Linked DNA regions of Mus musculus: region 2 is linked to region 1. The links are chromatin contacts, called in public HiChIP or PLAC-seq maps. All regions are on one chromosome and are shown on one strand. The core of a region is the stretch at or near the end of the contact, and the rest is flanking DNA. Distances in the headings are between cores, read along the strand shown.

Region 1 (7,004 bases), core at 2,518-5,017:
CCGTGTCGATTGAAAGCATTTCTTGGTCTGCAGAGCGGGAATTCTCCGGAAGCCTGCATGTGTGAGCATGTGAGCTTCGGTAGTGGTGAGGGGCAGCCAGAGAGCAGGCCCCTGGCCTCTGACTATGTAGAGGCTCTGCTGTGAGGGGAGGGCTTAGTGGCCTCTCGAGGACACAGAGCCCCTGACAGCTTAGAGCTAAAGAAACACCCATGTTATGCAAAGGAAGCTCCACAATGCACTCTGGGCCTGCGGACAGGCACCCGGCGTAAGGCACGCACGGTGGGTCCCTCCCTCTGCTTCTATGTTGTTCTGGGGAAGGGCACCCCTACTTTCTACTTTGGAGACCTAGACAGCTTGGGCCAGTTCTGAACAGCCTGGTCTTGGCTGCCAGATGGCTGGTCATGTGCCAGCCCTGGGGGGTTGCACCCCATACACACATGTCCCAGCCTCTGTCCTCTCCACTCCAGGAGCCAGTCAGTGAGAAGCAGAAGCAGATGCAGAAATGTTGCCATGTGTTTCAGGCAGGGGTAACGGTGATAGCAGAACCCAGTGCCTGCCTGCTGGCCCTTCTGGGAGTCTGTGGCTTGGACTCTTTAGCCTTGGGCACCCTTGCCAGGCAGGGTACTCCTTAAAGAGAGGTGACCCTGGAGATTGGTGTGAGGGGTGACCCCTGCTGCTGGATGGATCCAGGACTAGGACACTCTTCTCTTGTGACCGTCACTGAGAAGCCTTGAGAGGATTAAGAGCCAGGATGACATGTATCATTAACAGTCAGAGAGGACGATGCTTCTTAGACCCAGAGTGACCGGTGGCACTGCTCAGAGGTACTGAGCTGCGGGCCTCAGGAAGCCCAGGAGGGATATCCTCTTACCCTGCCTTGGTCCTGTGCCTGCATCACCCATTGCTGTTGCTGGGGACAGACGTGCTAGATTCTACACCCTTGGGGCACCAGAAGGATGGGTTCAAGGCGTGTGTTTATTATTGATGGTCTTCACTGGCCCTGTGGCTGTTGCCCAACATTGTTTAAGTGGATGGGTTCTCAGGGCTTCCTTCCACTGGTTTCCACACACCCATGCCTGCCTCCTGGCCCCTCCTACCTGAGAGCTTATCTGACTGCAGGAGTATTGGCTGGATGGGGCGCTTCAGAGAATCTCTCTCTCTCTCTCTCTTTTTTAAGCTGTAACTTTCAGCGAGGGTTTTTACACGGATGCTTCCTAAGATCACAATCTCCTGGTTTACTGTGTCTGGGGACAGCAGGATAATGTCCTACATCTCTGTTAAGAGATGCTAGTGCAATCCTTCCTCCCTTCCTTTCTCCTAAGGTGTCGCCAGGCTGAGGCAGCCTGGACTTACTTTGTAGCCAGAGCTGGCATTGAGCGTCTGTACCTCCAGCCTCCACCTCCCAAGTGTCAGGATTTGAGGCTTGAGCCACCACACCCTGCACCAAATACTCTCTATGCTTAATAGAGAGAAAAATCAGAAAGATTCCCACTTCCATTCTCTCTTTAAATTTTACTTATTTTATTTTATGTGCACGAATGTTTGTTTGTATGTGTGTACACTATGCATAAGCCTGGTACCCCTCAAGGCCAGAAGAGGGGGTTGGAACCCCTAGACATAGAGTTACAGATGTCTGTGAGCTGCCGTGTGGATGCTGGGAATCCAATCCAGGTCCTCTGCAAGATCAGCCAATGCTTTAAACTGCTGAGCTTAAAAATGAGAATTTTAAGGACTTTGCTACCAAGCCACTGTAGTAAGAACATTGTCCCCTGTCTTGGACAGCACTCCAATGGGGACAGCAAGGCCCCACCCATGATTTAGTATGCACTCTCCTGGGTGCTCTGTCCTCCCTCTCATTTCTGAGGTGGGGACAGCCAGGCCTGAGGCTGCTCTAGCTTTTTCTGTGTTCTAGCATGAGCCAGTTCCTCCTTTCCCCAGCCATGGAAAGTAGGGCCTGCCCAGTGGGGTGGTTTGGCTGATGGTCCAGGAGCGTTCCTGCTTTCCCGTGACATTTTGCAGAGCTCCGGAGGGGAACGGCCTCGGGGTATCCTAACAGCAAAAGGGGTGCCCTGCTTCTCCGTGTGGCTGAGGTGCTCCGCGTGCTGTGCACTTGTCTAGTGGCTTTTAGTGTGACCTGGGCACAGTTCTTGTGTATGGATGTTTCCTTGTATGTGAAGGACAAATGGGGCCAGTCTAAGGGACCATGGCTATTGCTGGCTTAGCCCCATGGCAAAGCGGGGGGGAGGGGGGGTCTCTTCTCTTTATGTTACACCTGTTGGCTCAGGATGGACACCCTTGGGGCGGGCTCTGCTGCTAACACATAACATATACCTGTGGTGGTCCTGCCGCCAGAGTCACATGACTGATGGAAAGCTGCCCAGCCCTGCCCTTGGCCTGTTCCTACTTGTGTGTACCTGTGGTACACGGTTTTCACTCCCCAGGCTTTGGGACGGTAAAGGACTTTACAGGCTCCAGTCTGTCCCCAAGGCTCCGTCCTGGAGGAGAAACCTCAAGGAAAGCTGCTTGGGCCCCCGAGACTGCTGCTGGCAGTCTGCTTGGTCTGGGGCCAAAGCCACAGGCAGCTCAAACGTGCAGACTGCCAGGCTCTTTTGCAAAACCCATCCCCACGGAGCCGCCAATGCAGCTCTGCCCGTGTCTCCCAGTTCTTCCAAAACCTGGCAGGGGTTACAGTTGCACAAGGGGTCAGCTTCCCAGCCCTGAGAAGCCTGAGGAGGCCTGGCCTGAGGGAGAGGTGGGAAAAGAGAAAGCAGCTGCTGTGGTCAGTCCCTTCCTCTGTCTCATGATCCTACCCTGGCTCTTCGAAGGGCAGGGACTGCTTCCACTTGGCCTAGAGGAACAGGCTGAGGTGGAACAGGGGTGTCGAGGTTGAGCAGCCCATACTGGGTGCAGAACCCAGCAGGGGAGGTTAGGCAGCCACGGTGGGCATTCAGGAAAATGGCATGTCATGGGTGTGTGTGTGTGCATACTTGGTGACTGACGGTGGTGCTGGATTGAAGCGGGTAGGGGAGTTTTGGGAGGGACCCATTCCTCTGCCCTTGGGTCAAGTAGGCCCAACGTTGGTTTTGTGATTGAGTGCACCTGCTTATGGGTTCTATCTGCCATCTACGTAACCCACCAAGTATTTTGGTAAATGCTTTGGGGGGAGGAAGCTGGGAATTTCTTATGAGGCCTCTCACTGGATTGAGTGTGTTTCCCTGGAGGGGTGCAGCCAGAAGTTAAGCCTTGGCAGTAGAAAATTGCCCAGGGCTCCCTGGAAGGACAGGCTGCTCTGGCCACTGATGGAGCATAGAGGGAGCTCTCAGCACCTTATGGCCACATCAGTTGAGCCAGCCCCAACCCTCCAGGATGATCTGGAGGATGCAATAAAGAAGCTGATGAACTTGGCTTGGCTTGGCTTGGCTTGGCTGGCTGGAGGCAGACCTGGCTCTTCATGTGCAGCCAACTAAATGACCCTCGGGTGTTCCTGATGAAAGGCTCTCTGAGGCTTTGGCTCAAGACCCAAGGTTGAGCCTGGAGTACAGGTACTGCCTCCTGAGACTGGACAAGCGTCCTTTGTTGGGGCACCATACATCCAAGAGTGTTAACCAGGTTGGCGCAAGCAGCCCCCTGTCCTATAGGAAATGTATTTTCTATGAGATCCAGGCTCTTTCTCCACCAAACCAGGTCTTTCCTCCGAGCTCTGCACTTCACACCCTGTCCTGAGTAGTGCGACTCCTGCTGGCTGTGGGTGGAGTTGCAGCCCAGCTGTGGTGGAATTCCAACTGGTCAGTGGAGGCTGCCGGGACCAAACACCACGTGGGCTTAAGCCACAGGGCTTTATTTCGCTCATAGTTGCAAGTCCAAGAGCAAGGTGCCAGCCCTTCTGGTCCCTGGCGCGGTCAGAGCCCCATCTGTGGGACCACTTCCAACCTTAATTAAGGTATAAGACCCAGCTTCTGAACAATGTCATATCAGAGGGCTTCAGCCTATGACATGACGGGGCGGAGCGGGGGCGGGGTTGTGGAGGGGAAAGGGTGGGATGGGGCGGGGCGGGGCCTGAGTTGGGCGGGGCAGGGCGGGGGCGATTAGGGTGGAAGGCAGAGGTGGAGCAGGAACACACAGACATTAAGACTCTAATAAAGAATGTCACCCAACTGTAGTCATTTGTGTCTGATCGGGAAGTGGGCCGAGGCGGAATATTGGGTCCTGCAGGCTTGTATACAGACCACAGACTTCTGTGGGCTGAAAGGGGAATCGGGGCATATTGTGGAGACAGACCCATCCGGCCCTGTTGCCTGGAGTTCTCAACCCTCCTGCCTATATATCTCCAGTACTGTGCTTTTAGGTGTCTCACCGACCCTGGCTGAGGCATTTGCCTTATGAGTATGCATCTATATATACTTACTGCAGGGAGGCCAGTCCCTGACTTCGCTCCAAAGGTCACTCAGCCACTGACCTCTCCAAAGGTCTCTCAGCCCCTGGCTTCTGCTCCAAAGGTCTCTCGGCTTTGCTCATGTCTGACCTTGGGTCTGATTTCTAGCACCACAACCAGATGTGAGCCTCTGGCCCTGGTCTTGGCAGAAGCCCCGAGTGTGTGTCTTACAGCTGTGCCTCAGTAACTTGAGGAGCCTGGAGACACAGACCCTGGCCATTCCTGGAGCTGTGAAGCCCAGCGCAGAGAGGACAAAAATCTGCCTGGCTCAGCTTTCCCGGAATCCACAAAGGATGTGCTGGGTGATGCTGGCCTGGCTCCCTGGTGTGCACAGCTTGGGAGCATCTGGGCGGATGCAGTCCTGTGGAGTGAAGGGCTGGGGTGGTTCTGAGGGTGTGAAGCTGCACTGGCATCCCAAGTCTTTAGTGCCAGCCGTGGTGGACTCATTCCGCTGCTTTGGAGATGAAGTACCTTTCCCTCCTGGTGGATGGTGCTTCCTGCTGAGACGCTGAGACGTCATGCCCCTGTGCCTGCCCGGCCCTGCCAGAATGGGCTTCTGGTTCGTATTACGTGTCCCGAGTAGGGACGCAGTTGGTGTGGTGAGCATGAGTAAACAGAGCCCCCAGGAATGTGGGGCCAGCTGAGGCCACGTGCATGGGCGCCGGGACGCCTCAGGAGGGAGGGCTGGTGGCCGAACAGCTGGCTCAGGTGAGGTCAGCCAGGCCTGGGCTCAGCGTGGCTTATGTCCAGTGTAGGGGGTCAGAGCAGAGATGGGGAAGAGCACAGGTTAGCAAGCTTACCTCAGTTCTGTGGGAGATCGCTGTGGCTTCTCCCTTATATCGGGACCCCACGTGGCCAGGAGATCAGTCTCTGCCTCCCCGTGGCTGGCTTCGCCCCAGAGAAGGGGGCCTCCATGTGTTCCTCCGGCTGTGTGTCACGTGAGCGAGGAGAGAGCTGTTGTACAAGCAATGTGGCCTTTAAGCAGGCTTGCTTTGAAGGAAGGCCGGCCTTCTCAGATCCCCGAGGCATCTCACGAGGCCCACGCAGCTGCCAGCACCTGGGCCTTGCAGTGCTGACCCCAGCAGTGCCAGACCCCAATTCCTTAGGCAGTCATTAACCATATTTCCAAGCTAGGCCAAGGACCGAACTGCTTAAAGCTGACAGAGTTCCCACATTCTAGGCGGCATCTAGGGCTGAGCATTGCCACCCAAAGTGCTTTAGTGATGAGTCTCAGGTTTGCTGACACAGCTCTGGGCACAGGCCCGCAGGCAGGCAGACAGCCTCACCTCCCAGGCCATGGCTGCATTCTTGTGGCTTCCCCTCCAGAGCTTAGGGCTAACTTCCTCTAACCACAAGGCCATTGCCAGAGGCTCCGTTGTAACCAAATCCATACCAGGAGCTGGCTGCCACGGCTGGTGGAAACTCTATGTCCGTCCTCCACGCCTTGCCGGGCAGAGCATCTTCCCCTTCTCCACAGGCCAGCCGAGGTTATGAAGGATATCACCCAGAGAGCACACAGGCGCCTACCAGCCCAGCCCACCCCTCTAACCACGCCCTGCAGCAGAAGTCCAGTCAGGAGGGTCAGGGTGCTGCCCTCTGGGACATGGTCTCACTGAGGACCTATGGATGCTGGGAAGTCTGGATGCTTTGGTTGGGTGTGAGGTGTGGCCTGCCTGGCCTGTGAGGTGAAGTGGCGCCCATTTGTAGACGCTCCACAGCTGCCCTTCCTTTTGTCCTGGCCTGAGGACCAAGGGTTGATCTTGCTATGCCTCCTAGCCTGCTGTCAGGGAGTGAGCCAGCTGCTGCTTCTGGGGTTTCGTGTTTTGTGCTGGGGAAATGCTAGGCTTCCATCAAGTTAGGATGATCTGTCTTGTTTCCAGCCTCTAAGTGGGCTGGGTTTACAGGATTGGGGGAGGGGGGAGGGAGGGAGGGAGAGAGAGATCTATTGTACTGTGGACCCTGTAGGTGATTGGGGAATTAGGCTTGCTGGGAACTGAGAAGAAGGGGAGGCTGGTGAGGGTTCATGTGGGAATCCATCGTCATTGATCCTGCCAGTGTGGGGATGATCTGTGCTCTTGGCCTGATCTAAGCTCTTCATGTCCCCAGCCATCAGCTCCTGCACTCTGGGAAATGGTGGCTGCCAGCATCAGTGTGTACAGCTCACCGTGACACAGCACCGCTGCCAGTGCCGGCCCCAGTACCAGCTGCAGGAGGATGGCAGGCGCTGTGTCCGTAAGTATTGTTTGTGCAGCTGGGAGAACGAGGGGGTCCAGGATTCAGGGGAGAAGCTGATGTGAGGATGGATACCTGGTGGTAGGAGGGAGGTGAGGGCTGCTGTGGGCCTGAGCTGCAGGCATGGTGAGTGCTACCAGGTTTTGGGTCCTCCGAACAGGAAGTTCAGGATGCAGACAGCATTCTGGCTCTCTAGGTGTCTGTCTGGGGTGTGGGTGGAGGAGCCAGCCAGGCTCTGGGACTTTAGAATGCCTGCCTAGGAGAAAGACTTTGCTAAAGGAGTGTGTGGGTCAGGACCAGAGTCCCCTCCCCCACATCATGTGGAAGTGGGACAGAGCAG
Region 2 (7,004 bases), core at 2,059-4,558, 53 kb after region 1:
CTGAGCTTTTGGGATGCAGGGACAGTTCCTTCCAAGTAACCCCACAAACACTGGGGTTCAATTCACAAACTGATGCTGGTACTTTCTCTGTCCTGGGCCCACCTCGTGTCTCACTGATGAGGCTCTGGTGCTCTGTGAGAACCAACTTGCCCAGAGGTCCTGACAAAAATGAGCGGAAACTGGGTCAGAGCCACTCAGCAGACCTACATGCCATAGTGAAGGTGACTCTTAGCTGCTTCTGCTCAGGGTGGGCTGAAAATGGCCCCGTGTTTGAGGCCTTAGAACCTATAGCCCATGTTCTCTTTGCCACACTAAATAACCCTAAGTGGGAACAAATCCTGGGGCACACGGGTCACAGAACCATGAGGCAGGATCCCATTAGCACCAGTGAGATCTTGACAGACATCTCAGGGGACCACTGTGGGTGTGGTCCTGGATGAGTGGGTTTCTCTGCCTCTGGTTCTCTGCCCCCTCCCCTTTCAGGCAGATCGCTTCCCACAAATCTTGTGGGGTACCTATGCTGCCTTCTAGTCCCCCTAAGCCTGATTTCTTCCTAGCCTGAGCCTGTTGCAGCTGGTTACAGCTGGTCATAGGAACCCAAACCACTGTGAATCTGAGATTTTTAAGCCCTGCTGGAGGCCCTCCATCATCAGCTCTGTGCCTGGGCCATCTCTGCCTGGCAGGATCTGCCTCAGCCAACCCACATTGGTGGCCTTGTGCCTGGGTGACCCTGCCTGGCTGAGCAGGAGACTTGGAGTCCAAATTTGTTTGTAACGCATACCAGCTAGCTCCATTTGTTAGGTGTGTGTTGCCTGGCGGGGGAGAGCAGTTTTGCCCACCTGGAGACAACTTAGTAACAGCTGAAGACATCGTTGATCACACCCACCTGCATTCTGAGGCCAGAGGCCAGGACGCCAGGAGCCGCAGGGCACAAAGCAGCCTGTAACAGCCAATTGGAACAAAAGCTTCCAGAGCTGAGGTGGGGAAAACTGGATCATAGCTAGCCGTTCTTCACCTACCTAGTGCATCCAGTCTTGGCCCAAGACACCCACCTATCACTCCTGCAAGTTCCATAAACCCAACCATCCCAAGCAGGGAAGGCTTCTAAGTTGGGGGGCAGCCAGAGTCCTGACCTGACGGGAGCCTAGGGCCAGGCCTCCACAGTCCAGTTTACCAGCTGAAAAAAACTGGTCCACAGAAGACACCCTCTAGCCGGCTCTGACTTCAGCCCCTCCCCTAACTTCTTCTCTGGCAGGCAGTGAGAAGCCCAGGGAAAGCGACCTGCCTGGGTCAAGCCCTAGCTGGTGAGAGCACAGGGGGAGGAGTCAAGCTCTGAGGCCCTATCTTGACCTAGATGGTTGTCCTCAAACCAGGAACTGGATGCGATGACAGGATTCTGGACTCAGGATGCTACGGAGGGGCAGTCACCTGAGCAGGATGTCACAGAGAATGAGTGAGTTAAGGCAATGGCAGGATGGATCTGGAAACCAAAACCAAAACCAAACATCCAGACCAGGTGGTCAAATAGAAAGGCCGCCAACATCTTCCGCGGAGCGCACCGGCCTGTCTGTCTGCAGAGACAAGCTATGGGAACTTCATGCTGCTGCCTCACCTCTGTGGACTCAGCTTCCTTGCGCGAGGGTGAAGAAGGCGCGCCCTGTGGGAGGTGTCTCGCTGGAGACAACTTCCCGGAATAACTTTTTTTTTTTTTTTTTTTTTTGAGACAGGGTTTCTCTGTATACTCCTGGCTGATCCTGGAACTCACTCTGTAGACCAGGCTGGCCTCGAACTCAGAAATCCACCTGCCTCTGCCTCCCGAGTGCTGGGATTAAAGGCATGCGCCACCACGCCCGGCTCCAGAATAACTCTTAACACTAACAAGTTTCTTGCTACTGGGCTGGAGAGATGGCTCAACAGAAAAGAGCTCCAACTGCTCTTGCAGACGCCCTGGGTTCAAGTCCCAGCACCCACATGCTAGCTCATAACTATCTGTAACTCCTCATAACCCCTGGGGAATCCAATGACCTCTTAAGACTTCCATGGGCACCAGGCATGACATGCCTGTGGCGCACATACATACATACATACACACAGGCACAACACTTAAATACATACAATAAATATATCTTAAAAAACAAACCAACTAACCAGAGATTTCTAGCTTTAGGTGTTTGGAGAAGGGTGGCAGGGAGCCTCTACCTAGCTCTCGACACCCTGTTCTCTGGCTGAGTCTTTACTTTTTCAAAGCCCTGAGACCCTTCCCTCTCTCAGGCCGTGCTGTGAGCGCATGGTCCGAGGCTTCTCTCTGGACCATGGGCAGAAAGAAGGGTCTGTCCCCAGAAGGGAACACAGCAGAGGTGCATTCAATCAATGAACTCTGATGGATAAACAGAGGCCCAGAGGCTCAAGGCCCGGAGGCTGGAGCAGCTTGCCTGAATCCACAAACAGCAACTTTCAAGCTTGGTGCCCACACACCTGGGTAGGGAGCCATTGCTATCAGGGCATACTGGCATGCAGTCACGAATGGCTCCACACAGTACCTGGGACCCTGCAGCTGGTCACTCAAGTGACAAACACACCCAAGCATCTACTTAGGAGCTACCAAATCCTGTCTGGGCTCCAGGCATGATGTGGAGGCCGCTAAAATCTCATCTTGGTGGCTACCAACTCAGATCTCGGCCCCTGGGACCAGGCCCATGCCCAAATTCATCTTTCTCGCTCAACCTCAAAATAGATCTCTGCTCCTTATTTACAGATATGGGAACCAAGGTAGTGGGTTGGGGACAGGTGCTCACCACCGTCCAGTCTATAAGTGCCGCCCTCTGCTTTCTGGGACAGCCCTCTCCCTCTGGAAGGCACTGCGGAGCCTGGCTAGAGGACTAGACACCAAAGCCACCAAGGTGGGATAAGGGCACGAGGGGGTCAGGCCACTCAGCCTATCTAAACAGATCGTCTTTCTAGCTCCCGGAAGAGTCACTTCCACGCCCCCCCCTCCCGGGACTTCCCAGGAGTCTCTGCGTTCAAGTGTCTAACCAGGTCCACTGCAAAGTGTCCCTTGGACTGTGGCTCAGGGCAGCTAGGCTCCAGATCCCCGGCTTTCAGCCCAAGAGAGAGGGCGGGGCGCGATGAAGTCGCCGAGGTACAGGAGGGGCGGGAGCGGAGAGGGGAATGGAGCAGAGGTGCTCCGGGCGCCCCAGGTGGTCTTCCCCTTGGCTGACTCTCCAGTCCCCAGACTCACCTGTGCGCGCAACCGAGGGTCGGCCGGGAGGGTGTAGCCTGCAGTGCCGCTGGGTCCCCGCGTCCCGGGGCCGGCCGGTCCCGCCCTCTCTACTTCCTGCGCGGTGGGCGGTCGGGCGAGCGGTCGGGCGGAGCCGGGGCCAGGTGGGCTCCGCCAGCGGCTGCGCGGCCGGAGGGCGGGACGCGCCCTGGGCACCTGCTGCACCACCACCGCCTCACCTGGCCGCGCCGGCTGCGTCACCGCTCTACCTGGGTCCGCCTGCGTTCACGTGACCCGTCTGGTGGTTCGGGCGGGAGTCCGCCCTCGGGTACTGTCTACCCTCCCTCCCGCTCCTACGCCCGCTTCCTTCTGTGCCTCACTCCCAGGTCCGCCGCCTCCTCCAGGAAGCCTTCGGAGAAATCCCGGGCCTGCGGGAACCTGTTTGTTGAAAGAAAGCCCCGCCCTCTGCATTCTTTGCAGCTGGCTGCTTCATGGCAGCCCTGGCCAGGATCTCCCAGAACACCTTTCATGGTTTAACCTATCCACCACAACCTCATTTTACTGAGAACTCTGAAGGCTGGAAATTCTGCTAGCCACACAGATCTGGCCGCGAGTCTCCAGATCTCAGGAAAACAGCTACCAAGTCTATGTAGTGTCCTCAAGAATGAGGAGGTAATAACGACCCCCATGTTTAGGGGGTCAGGCTCCTCATGTGGAAAAGGATGGGGTCTGCACCATTGCCCTCCGAAGTGCTAATCAAACCTGAGATCCCAAGGGTGGCTCTGATCAAGGTGAGAAGAGGAGGGTAGGCAAGAGGCATAGTGAGTGTAAGAGCCAAGAAACGAGGGAACACGTCCAGGAGGGTAGCCTGAGGCGGAGGCACAGAGAACACAGAGCAGGGTGGATTGGAGGCGGAGGCTGGAAGTGCCCAGTTCCCATTGGAGAGTGGGGTCCTCTTAAAGGCAGGGGGGTCAGGACTGGGCTGACACGGCCCTGACCATCCTGACTCTGCCAGGTATGTTTAGTCCAGACTCACCTTCCCCAGGCTGTCCCAGGTTCCTGGGAGCTGGGGTTACAGGCAGACACCATTACAGCTATTTTTTTCTTTTTCTTTTTTTTTTTGATGATGCAACATTGTATTCAGATGGTTTGTTATCCCCAAGACCCCTCAGGGCATGGCCATCAGAGCAGAACCTCAACCACTCTGGGACAAGAAGAGAGACCGTATCTGTTAAAACAGCCACCTCTCGGGCTGATGAAATGGCTCAGCAGTTAAGAGCGCCGACTGTTCTTCCAAAGGTCCTGAGTTCAAATCCCAGCAACCACATGGTGGCTCACAACCAACCGTAACAAAATCTGATGCTCTCTTCTGGAGTGTCTGAAGACAGCTACAGTGTACTTACATATAATAAATAAATAAGTAAATATTAAAATAAAAACAGCTGCCTCTCACTGTGGCTTGCTCTGCCTGGCTCACTAGGCTGTGCGTGACAGGGACATGACCTGGGTGTAACCCGAGGTCCTGAGACACAGCCAGTACTAGTCCCCATCCTGACCCACCTCTGTCATCTGTTTTTCAGGAAAGAGCTGTGACCTCACACCACGGCCCTCACACACGGTTCATGCAGTGTAGCCCCAGAGCTTGCTCTGACAGAGGTGATGCCGGAGACTCTGGGTTGGCACTTTCACTTTCTTGGCCAACAGTGTGGGGTTGTATGCCCTGGTGACACTCCTGTCTAGCTACTTACTGCCTGTGCCCTGGTCTTCCTATGCTTCCAACCTCAGCCCCGAAGCTGGGTGGTTCCTCTGCTCTTTCCGGTGTGATATCTTCTGGGCAGGGCACGAGTTGGCCACAGATCCAGGCTCAAATGGGCGTCAGTCACACTGGATGGAGGAGAGGAGCTCAGAGTGACCTGTGGACTGAGACCTGGGACCCAGAACTCTCTGGGTCTCAGCTGTCTGCGGTAGACTGCTCCTGGGAAAGGCGACTTGTTGCTGACCCCTTGAGGCCATTATGAGGTATTGCACCCCACCAAGCCCATCCTCAGTTTGCAGCATGTCAGCTCTTGCTTGGCAAGGTCTCATCACGCCCTGCCCCCCTTAGTATCTGACTTCTAAAGAATTAAAAGACGGGGGGGGGGACCCTCAAACACAAGACAGTTAACATCAGGGGAAAACGCAGACTCTGCAGGCAGAATCAACAGATGAAAAACACCCCCCCTCCTTTTTTTCTAGGAGCAGGGTCTCACTGTGTAGCCCAGGCTGGCCTGAAATCACTATGCATACCAAGTTGGCTTAAACTCATAGAGACCTGGCTGCTTCTGCCTTGAAAGTGCTGGAACGAAAGGTATCAGCACTATGCCTAACAGAAATGCAAGGTAGGGACAGAGAAAGGCCCCCTGCAAAACAGGCCAGGGGAGCAGAAATGCACATAGCAAGGCACACACAGAGAAAGCCCTCCCCCCTTGCAAAACACACTGCGGGTGTGGGACTCAGATGTCAAAGTCTAACCTTCTCCTGGAGGACTATTGGTTTTTTAAAGGGGGTGCTAGGCTGGAATTGGGGACACCTTTCTTTCTTTAGGAAAAGACTTGCATGCCTTTGTCTCAAGCTGCCAGGCCTTCTGTTTCAGGTCTTGAGGGCAAGGAAGAAGCCTGTAATCCTCTTTCTGTGTCTATCCCTGTCTGTCTGCCTGCCTGCCTGCCAGAGATCTAACTCCTAGTCCCTGTGCATGCTAAAGGCTCTGCTGCCAAGCTGTACCCAGCTCTGTCCAGGAATCTAATGAAATAAAAAGAGCAATCTAAAGTGTAGTGAAAAAGCCAAAGGGAGACGGTGTTGGACTATCTAACCTGTGTGACTGGAGGCTCAGGAAGGGCAAGCAGGACAAGGATGTGGAAAAGGACACAGTGTTTTGTCCAGTCATCATCAAAGAGGCTTCCTCCAGCAGCAGATGGGAGTGGATGCAGAGATCCACAGCCAGACATTACACGGGGAGATTGGAGGTCTCCACAGGGCCCCTTCCTCAGAGCGTGGAAGTCCTGTGAGAGAGTGGGGTAAAGACTGTAGGAGTCAGAGGGGATGGAGAGCACCAGGAAAATAGGGCCCACCGAGTCAGCTAAGCAATGCTCACAAGGGCTCACAGAGACTGAAGCTGCAAGCGCAGAGCCTGCAGGAGACTGCACCAGGCGCTCTGTGTATGTGTTCTGGCTGTTTAGCTTGGTGTTTCTATGGGGCTTCTGTGAGAGCTGGTGTGTCCTTTACTTGCTCTCAGGGCTCTTTTCCTCCTGTTGGGTTTCCTTGTCCAGGTTCAGTGTGAGGGCCTTTGCCTTGTCTAATTGGATGTTGTTTTGTCTGTTTGGTTTTTGTCTCTTGGAGGCCTGCTCTTTTCTGAAGGGATCTTGGTTAGGGCTTTATTGATGTGAACGGACATCATGACCAAGGCAACTCTTATAAGGACAACATTTAATTGTGGCTGGCTTACAGGTTTAGAGATTCGATCCATTATTATCAAGGTGGGAGCATGGCAGCATCCAGGCAGGCATGGTGCAGAAGGGGTTAAGAGTTCTATATCGGGTTGGAGAGATGGCACTGACTGCTCTTCTGAAGGTCCTGACTTCAAATCCCAGCACCACATGGTGGGTCACAACCATCCGTAATGAGATCTGACGCCCTCTTCTGGTGCATCTGAAGACAGTTACAGTGTACATAGATATAATAATAATAATAATAATAATAATAATAATAATAATAATAAATCTTTAAAAAAAGAGTTCTATATCTTCATGTA

What was found. HiChIP or PLAC-seq counts read pairs in DNA pulled down with a chosen protein or histone mark.
Region 2: an H3K4me3 HiChIP or PLAC-seq map of embryonic stem cells shows a contact between it and region 1, with 30 read pairs. The contact joins the promoter of Arhgef16 here to the enhancer-like site in region 1. A contact is called at or near these places in 2 of 484 Hi-C or Micro-C datasets (the HL-1 cell line and embryonic stem cells), 5 of 115 datasets of contacts at active chromatin or transcription factors (astrocytes, embryonic stem cells and epiblast stem cells) and 3 of 9 other capture datasets (adipose tissue, liver and pancreatic islet).

The regions. Positions count from the first base shown.
Region 1 is chr4:154,242,889-154,249,892 of GRCm38.p6, forward strand. It overlaps Megf6 (multiple EGF-like-domains 6), which reads left to right. Exons shown (of 37, transcript NM_001162977.1): 6 at 6,539-6,664. Among named protein-coding and RNA genes, the nearest start is that of Gm52687, 53 kb to the right of the region's middle. Within about 2 kb of position 3,768, at least 76 of the 459 cell types and tissues checked have an H3K27ac peak or open chromatin away from gene starts, as enhancers often do. A contact at or near this core is called in adipose tissue, embryonic stem cells and epiblast stem cells, where this site is marked.
Region 2 is chr4:154,296,587-154,303,590 of GRCm38.p6, forward strand. It overlaps Arhgef16 (Rho guanine nucleotide exchange factor (GEF) 16), which reads right to left and starts at 3,309. Exons shown (of 15, transcript NM_001112744.1): 1 at 3,239-3,309. It overlaps Gm52687 (predicted gene, 52687), which reads left to right and starts at 3,058. Exons shown (of 3, transcript NR_168682.1): 1 at 3,058-3,139; 2 at 3,604-3,889; 3 at 4,381-4,669.